2 separate regions of the Mus musculus genome follow, and region 2 is linked to region 1. Evidence: chromatin contacts called from public promoter capture Hi-C data. All regions are on one chromosome and are shown on one strand. Each heading gives the region's core, a stretch centred on a gene start, on an enhancer-like site or on the middle of the called end of the contact. The rest is flanking DNA. Distances are from core to core; before and after follow the strand shown. Region 1 has its middle 88 kb from the start of 6820426E19Rik. Region 2 has its middle 51 kb from the start of Cxcl12.

Evidence for each region. Promoter capture Hi-C pulls out the DNA fragments that hold promoters and counts their contacts.
Region 2: a promoter capture Hi-C map of hippocampal neurons shows a contact between it and region 1, with 2.8 times the contacts expected there. The contact joins two enhancer-like sites. A contact is called at or near these places in 2 of 39 promoter capture datasets (cranial neural crest and hippocampal neurons), 1 of 15 datasets of contacts at CTCF or cohesin (the NIH/3T3 cell line), 1 of 484 Hi-C or Micro-C datasets (cranial neural crest) and 1 of 115 datasets of contacts at active chromatin or transcription factors (embryonic stem cells).

The regions. Positions count from the first base shown.
Region 1 is chr6:117,405,085-117,409,303 of GRCm38.p6, reverse strand. No RefSeq gene overlaps it. Among named protein-coding and RNA genes, the nearest start is that of 6820426E19Rik, 88 kb to the left of the region's middle. Within about 2 kb of position 1,698, at least 28 of the 459 cell types and tissues checked have an H3K27ac peak or open chromatin away from gene starts, as enhancers often do. A contact at or near this core is called in hippocampal neurons, where this site is marked.
Region 2 is chr6:117,217,251-117,221,469 of GRCm38.p6, reverse strand. No RefSeq gene overlaps it. Among named protein-coding and RNA genes, the nearest start is that of Cxcl12, 51 kb to the right of the region's middle. Within about 2 kb of position 2,244, at least 30 of the 459 cell types and tissues checked have an H3K27ac peak or open chromatin away from gene starts, as enhancers often do. A contact at or near this core is called in hippocampal neurons, where this site is marked.

The DNA of each region.
Region 1 (4,219 bases), core at 449-2,948:
CTCAGGCCTGAGCCAGGTCAGCAAGCCACTCTGCAGCTCCTCTCAAGGGAAGACCCTGCTGGTTTGGTGATGAGTCAGATGGTCTGTTTGTTTTCAGAAGCCAGAAAGCGACTTTTATCTGTCATTCATTCCGTGTAATTCAGAAATGGGCTCATCGCCAACCAGCTAGGTGGCAGTATGCCTGCTTTGAAGCCATACATCTCTGTCATGTACATATATTTCACTATCATTTTATATTAACTACCCAAACACCTATGTGCACGTATGCACTTTACTGAAGCACATCCAGCGAAGGGGAGAGATCAAGACCCGGGATTCACTAGGGGCTGGCCTGTACTGGGTGCTTTGCATGCTCACAGCAATGCAGGCTCTCAAACTTGAACCAGAAAGTTGTAATCACCCAAAGGCTTGACAGAGCACAGGAATCTTAGAGACTCCATGTTTCCAGATCAGAAGGAACAAGTTGGAGGTCAGAGGCTGACAAGAGAGGCTGCCGTCATGGGTCCAGGAAGCCTACCTTGAGAAACCCAGCATTCAGTTATTAAGCTGAATTTTGGAAGGAGAACCTGAGGCTCAGAGATGTCAAGTCACACAGCTGGCAACAGAGCAAGGGCAAGGGCCAACAACCTTCTGCAGGCCTACTCAGCGCAGAGTCACCCCGATATTTTTAAATGTGAAAATGAGGTAGACCACTATGCTTTCACACGCGGTGTGCAATGCAGTTCAGGTCTGGCTGGGCAAGATCATTTGAAGCTTGCTGTAATCTTCTGGGCTGCTTGTTCTACCGTCTCCTTTACCTGGTAGCTTCCTAGCTGATAAAACACTGTGGGTGTTTGCTCGCTGTCTGTGGGCAGCTGGACAAGCCTGTTGTTCAATGGATGTTCAGGCTGCGTGGATGGAGGCTGGACTGGCTTGTGTCTGTGATGAGCTGAGAGGGGGGTTCCTCCAGTCTGGGTGGCCCTTTTAACTTGTCTGGAGATTGTTTTCATTTTGGCAGAGGCATAAACAGGGAAGAGTGGGCCACAGGCTTCCTGTAACCCAGCAGGTGACCTAGCCTTGTCTACACAGTGGTTGCAGGACTCCAGAAATGAAAGTGGAACCTTCAGTGGAGAGCAGAGGGTCTGGTACAGAGTTAGGCACCTGCCAAGTGTACCCCGCATTGTTGATTTAAGTGTTAGGCCAGCCAAGATCCACAGTGTAGGAAAAGAAATCCTACCTTTCGCTGGTGAATACAGGAAGCAGGAGAATTTGCAGCTGTTCAAAACATGGCGCCTGCTTCGCGTTCTCTAGTACCATTTGACAACCCTCCCCATGACTATTTCTTTGCCAGCTCAAAAACTAGAGAGGACAGGTCTGCTGCTTCTCTGAATTGCAGAAAGACAAAAGCATTCCTTAACACTAGTCCACCACCAGGAATTCACCCTGAGAAATGTGCCTCTCACTTTCCATGAAAAGCTTTTAAAATGACGTCTCCTTGGAACCTTCCGGCTAGAAGCATCAATATGGAGTTCAAATGGAATATGCAGTTTTCACAGCTGTATCTGTGCTAAATTAAAAAGAACAGAGAAAACAAAGAGAAATGGGGGCGAGGGCGGGAGCGGGGGAGACTTTTGCAACAGAATGTGGGCACCGGGAGAGCAGTCTTCCAAGGCCTGCTGCCTGCTCAGCGACCCCGGGCTTTCCAGATCGGACTCTTAATTAATCATGGCTGGAGTTCTGCACTTTGACTCTCCGGCTGGTGTTTTATTTTCTTGTTCCAATGCCCACATGAGCATCCTCTGGCAATAAAACATCCAGGGAGAAGTTATAAAAACATGTCATCCTACTTACAGCATATGGCTAATTGATTTTTGAGAATTGCTTAATTGTGTGACTTTCGTTAACCAAACAACAATGCCTGTTTTCACACCCCCAATATTAGCTCATACTATTTCATGACCTGCCCCCGCTGAGACACACTCCATATTTCTGACCATAAATCTGGCCTCTGCCTGGGCTTGCGTACTTGTTTCAGCTTTGTTGTGACGGTTTTACTGCATCGGTTGCCTTTTTAAAGAAATTTATGGTGGGCAATAAACATGGAGAGAGGTTTAAGGGAAGAAAGTAGGGGTTTGGGTCGCTCTTTTTGCAAGCTGAATTTTTAAATTTCTTCCTTACATAAAATAACAAAAGGTAGTTTTCTTCAGTGATTGGCCCTGTGCTGGCCTCTGTAGGTTCCACTTAAATGGATGTGGAAGGAACATGAAGTGTGGCCTTTTTAAACAGAGGATTCCAAAGGCTCTGCCGAGTTACCCTAATTGCCCGGAGTTGGGCGGAATTTTAATGTGGAAAAGGCTATGTGATAGGCGGGTAGGAAGGAGAGGCGAAGCCTTAGAGGAAGAAGTTGAAGGCGGTTGAGAGAAGCAGGCAACCACAGTTGGTGGGAATCAGTGGAGCAGAAGCCTGGAAATGTCACTTTAGATTATGATCGAGGCCACAACCACAGAGGGAAGGAAGGTGAGCACACCCCAGCTCGACCTCAAGAGAAGTTGTTGATTGACACAGCGATGGCCTCCTATGATTATCTACAGTGTCGAAGTGCAAAATCTCCATAGAAGGTAAATTTGCATATGAGAGTTCAATTACATCTCCCAGCACCTTCACTGTGACCACTTCATTTTATTGGTGCCACTAGCGTGTATGAGTAAGGAAGTGTGTGTGTGTGTGTGTGTGTGTGTGTGTGTGCAGGTGTCTGCATTCACATGTATAGATAGGTGCACATGTGATGCAATGCATGTGCATGCCCATACGTGGACGCCATAGGACCACCTTGGATGTCTTTCCTCCTCAGGGTCTGTCAGTCTTGTATTTTGAGACAAGGTCTCTCACTCTGACCTGGGGCTCACCCATGAGGCTTAGGCTTGGAGCCAGCCAGTTTCAGGGCTCCTCCCATCTCTACGTCCTCTGCATGGAGATCGTATGCACACTGTCACCATGCCAGGCTGGCTTTCCTAGGAGCAGACCCAGGGAGAAGACTTCAGTCCCTAGGTCGTCTGTCATGAAATAATCGGAGTTCCAGCCCACAATAGCACTGATACTTGGCCTCTCACGTGGCAGTGCACTCGCTGCGGTTTGGATAGGGTATGTTCCTTCTGGCTTGTGCAGGAATGTAATCTCCAAAGTCTTATGTTAATGGCCTTGAGGTTAGAAATATAATCCAGCTATGAGATTAGTGGTAGGGCCGCTGGGAAATGATTAGATTAGACGAGTTCGTTAGGAGAGAGCCCACAGTTTTTGTACCCTGATGGCTTTCTAAGAGGAGGGAAAGAGGCACATATGTTCTCTGTGTCTGGTTATGTGACGCCATCTGTGCACTGATTGGGGAATCAGAAGGCCAACACTGTGCACTTGAGCCTACAAGCCCAATAAACATCTTTTCTTTATAAAGTTAGCCTGCTTTGGGTATTTCATTATACCAATAAGAGTTGACCAGTACAGCAGTGTTCTGCAGTATTTTGTTAATTATTTACAGTCATATCAGAAGCCTACACACGGGTACTGTTACCACACTGTTAACTATTTACAGTCATACAAGAACACTATACACAGGTACCATTATTACACTACTTCACAGACAAAATTGATTTTTTTTAAAATGCTTCTTTTGTATCCATTAACTCAATGGATGTGGCTTTTCCCCTTGCATTTAGTACGGTGGATTAAATGGATTGATTTTTCAGTGCCGGGCTAGCCCTGTTTCCCTGGGATAACTCACTTGGTATATTTTCTTTTACCATATGTTGCTGAACTTTATTTGCTATTATTTTGTTAAGGGCTTTTTTTTTCCCCAACAACAAAAGAAGGAAAAGGGTATTCAGGATATGGGCACTTACCTGAGCCATGGGAAAGCCATGATTGCGCACAGTTTCTAGCTGCTTGGGCTTTGTCCAGAGCAGGTCCCACAGGGTAACCCTACTGTGTCACTGTGCCAACGTGGCTGGGCCACATGGAAGAAGAAACACAGAGGGAAAAAAAACTCACAAGAATGAGAAAAGTCAGGCCATTCTTCTGGGGGCATTCCAACCTTAAAAAGACAAATAAACAGAAAAGTCGAAGACCTTGAGTGGTTCTGGGGGCAAGGTCTCAGCCAGGGTACCCACGATGGGTGCCAAGTAAGATCCATAGAAAAAAACAAATACGTCTCTTTGTCTACCCTTTGAATATCAAGATAAAAATTCCC
Region 2 (4,219 bases), core at 995-3,494, 190 kb after region 1:
AGAGAGCCTATGGCCATGACAGGAGTCTTGATAGTCTCCATGACAGCAGTGTACTCTTCATCAGCCTTCCTCCTCCTCCTTTTTCTCTTATTCTTCCTCTTCCCCTTCTGCCTCCTCCTCTTCCTCTCCCTCCCCATTCTCTTCTGCCTCCTCCTCACTCTCCCCCCTCCCTTCTGACCGAGAAGTCTGACTTTTCAGTCCTACGCACTACATGCCCCGAGGACCTCCTGGCCTCTATTGCTGGTGGAGACTTGGGACAGCTGTTTGTATGTGCACGTCCACTCGGTGAAACTGTAGCCCACAGGTCACCCAGCTCAGGTCACAAAGCTTAGGCTCCAGGTGCAAAGCAGGGCAAAGGTCAGCTGGAGCCTCACTGAGCCCAGTCTGGGAGCTGAACATTCTTAAAAGACATTTGCTCAAAGGACCTTTGCTGGTGGGAAAGTTCCCGGGCCTTCATTCTTGGCTAGGAAAAGAAAACATTGTTCAAACAGGTGGGTGAGCGTTAGCTTCAGGGAACGCTGAGAAAGAAAAACTAGAGACCTTACCCAAAACATTCACGGCCTGACCTTTGCAGGTGTCACAGGATCTTATATCCGGAAGTCCGGAGGACAGCCCCTCTCCCCTCACTTCAGGGCCCTTTGCGAGGGTGCCTGTTGCCAGCTGAAGTTAAAGGGCAGCAACCATCAGGGACAAGGTTAACCCTGTACACGTGAGGCCCGGGCTCTGTCATGCATGCTTGTGAATGGTTGGAAGTCTCTACTGCAAAGGGCCTGCCTGGGCCTCAGAAAGCACCTGATGGCTGAGGGCTACCCCCTCACCAGTGAATGGAGATCTGTCCTGATGGTCAATTTGGTTTATAAATCTGTGCTTTTTAAAGAAAGCATTTGGGAGATTTTATGTATAAAACTCTTGAACAATTTACTCTGGGTAATTCATAAGGCCTAAAGTCCTATAAGACTGAGCTCAGGGACCTGGGCCTCTGCATTTCCTGCTCCCATCCCCTATTCAGGCACCCAGGCACCCTGGCAGCTATGTGCTCTGTCCTGTCTCTCCCCTCTGTTGGAGACTTCCTCTATACTCCAGAACTCTCGGGGGCCTCCTATGTAACAGAGGGACACATTCCTTAGATATCAATAAGCCGACTCTATCAACCACATTGGTGAGAATTCCCAGTAAAGAATGCAAAGAAACAGAAAGATCTGCTTATGTGCAGTGGACCCTTGAACTGGTTTTTTTAATGTTCTTTGCTGAATTGGAACAGCAGCCAGCTAGGAGTGGCCGGAAAGAGAATGGCATCTGTAGGGCTCCACATGGGGGCATGGAGCTGGGCAAGGGAGTGTTCTGCTTAGAGCCAAGGACCCTACAGGGGTGACAGAAGGTGACAGGGAAGGAAGAAGGGAGGATGCTGCGCGTGCACAGCCCCCACTGCTCTCCAGCCGCGCCCTTACTCTGACTCTTTGTGATTCACACAGTTTGAGACATGCAAGGCAGATCTTCAATCCATTTCTTAAGTGACCCAGAGTGCCTAAAAATGGGATTTTACAATATCATAAACTTAATGCCTGAATCCCAATTCTAAACTCCAAGCTGTGTTTTTCTCTATCTCACAGAAGGACAAAGAAGGAAAAGGCCAGAGAGCAGGCCATGACTCCATTCTTGGATCCTTGTGCCTACTAGGTGCACAACAAAGACCTTGATTGTGTTCTAAGGGTCTTGTACCTACTTTGTGCACAACAACTTTTGAATGAATACATGATGGATAACAACAAGAGATTTTTTAAAAGTAGCAAGTGCGTTATGCCAAGAATGTTTTCAATTTCCAGGTTCTGTCATTTATCTTAGTTTTTAAAACAGTCTGCATATGTGGCTTATGAAAGTCAGTGGTGCAGTTCAGAAACAGAGAAACTGCGTGACCCAGCCATGCTTTGCCAAAGGCAAAATGCAGAGTAGGTAGGTTGATACTATGGCAGGAAACCAGCCCTGTAACCCGACCCAGAGAGCTGTTTATGCTCTGACTCTTGAGCAATATGGCTCAGAGATTCAGAGAAATGTTGTGTTGTGAGTTTTTAGGGGGCAGTGAGGGTGGCTCTCACTCTTTCTCACTGGAGGGCCAAACCTCAATATCCAGTGCCTCACCAAACACTCTCCAAGCCTACCACTGCCCCCCCCTCCTGCTCTAGATGAGCCTTAGTCATACATGCACACACACACACACACACACACACACACACACACGCACAGTCTGCTCTCTCTTTGCAATAGGCTCAGCACACCACAGTAGGCAGATCTGCCTAGGTAGTCGCCTGCACCAGTACCAAGAACGGAGTGTCTCAAATCCATGTCAGAATCAGAATCACCTGGCAGGCTTGCAAAAACAGCATGCTGAGCCCAACTCTATTGGTTCGAATTTGAGAGGTCCAGATGGAGGCTAAGAAGCTGTGTGTGCTACTGATGCTGCTCAGTCAGAGATGAAAGACAAGAAAGGCATCAGGCTGGCACTGACACACTTTTATAGCCAGGTTTCATCCAGCTCTCTGTCCTTTATGCTCACCCAGCAGTCAGGGATCATGTGTGTGTTCCCAACCGCACACATCCTGTGTGTGCCTTGAATGCTTTCCTCTTGCACCTTTCTTCAGGCTCTGCACCCATCCTCAGACCCTTCCACACAGTGCAGACCTCACTGCTCAGATTTTCTCAGCTCCCTTAGCAGAATCCCCTGCCTTGCTTTTAAAGGGCTTACTAGTTTCTTTCTTCTGGTTTTGGGGGACAGGGTCGCACAGCGGCTCAGTAACAGGCTTTGGGCACTAGCGGGACTGCTTTCAGTTCCCCCTTCTTCAACTGGCAAGCTGTGTGAGCCAAGATGTGGGGGCCTTGGGATCTCCAGGCCTTGGTTCCCTCCTCTGTGTGAGGACAGAAATTCATATTGAATTTAAGACCTGTCTGTGTTTTGTTGTTGTTGTTGTTGTTGTTGTTATGTTGTTTCGATCCTTCCCTTTGAATGTGACTGGCTTTCAAGACTCACTGTAACAAACAGCATGCAGTAGAAATGACACTGTAATTCTGAGATGAGGTCAAGTAAGCCATGCAGTTTCTGCAGACTGCTTTATGATACTTCTACTTGATACTCAACTCCTCTCCATGAGTGAGCCAAGCACTACCTGAAGATACCACATAGGCAACTTCAGCCAGGGTCTCAATGGAGGACCCAGATGATGTCACATCCACACTAACTGAGGCTCAATGTGACTTCAGTCCTCATCACCTGTCTTACTCCACTATGTGTTGCTATAATGAAGTACCTGAGGTTGGGCTTTAACTAAGAAAGGAGGGTTGTTTATCTCTCAGTTTTGGAGTTTTGCAAATATAATACTTGCCTGGTACTACAGATCATGGGTAGAACATTTGCCCTGTATGTCCAAATTTCTGGGCTCCATCCCCAATAATTCAAATAATAAATAGTGATAGCTCAACTTCAGAATCTGCTTGAGTGTAGGAAAGGCTTGCTGGATACTTCAGGCCATGGTGGATGATGGGAACACATGACAAAACAGCAAGAAAGAGGGAGCCTGGAGCATGGCTGCCTTGTAGAAACTCATCCTTGTGAAAACCAACCATATGCCAGCAAGATTTTGTTGACAGGACCCTGATATAGCTGTCTCTTGTGAGGCTATGCCAGTGCCTGGCAAATACAGAAGGATGCTCACAGTCATTTATTGGATGGAACACAGGGCTCCCAATGTAGGAGCTAGAGAAAGTACCCAAGGAGCTAAATAAAGGGATCTGTAACCCTATAGGAAGAACAACAATATGAACTAACCAGTACTCCCCAGAACTATGTCTCTAGTTGTATATGTAACAGAGGATGGCCTAGTCAGCCATCAATGGGAGAAGAGGCCCTTGGTCTTGGGAAGATCATATGCCTCAGTACAGGGAAATGCCAGGGCCAGGAAGTGGGAGCGGGTGAGTTGGGGAGCAGGGCAGGGGGGCAGTATAGGGGGCTTTCAGGATAGCATTTGAAATGTAAATGAAGAAAATATCTAATAAAAAATGAAATGAAAAAAAGAAAATATCTAAACCACATAGAAAAGAAAAGAAAAGAAAAGAAAAGAAAAGAAAAGAAAAGAAAAGAAAAGAAAAGAAAACCAACCATTACCTGAGAGCTACATTACCCCTTTGAGAAGGCCATACCATAATCACCTAATTGTCTTGTTCTGGGCAC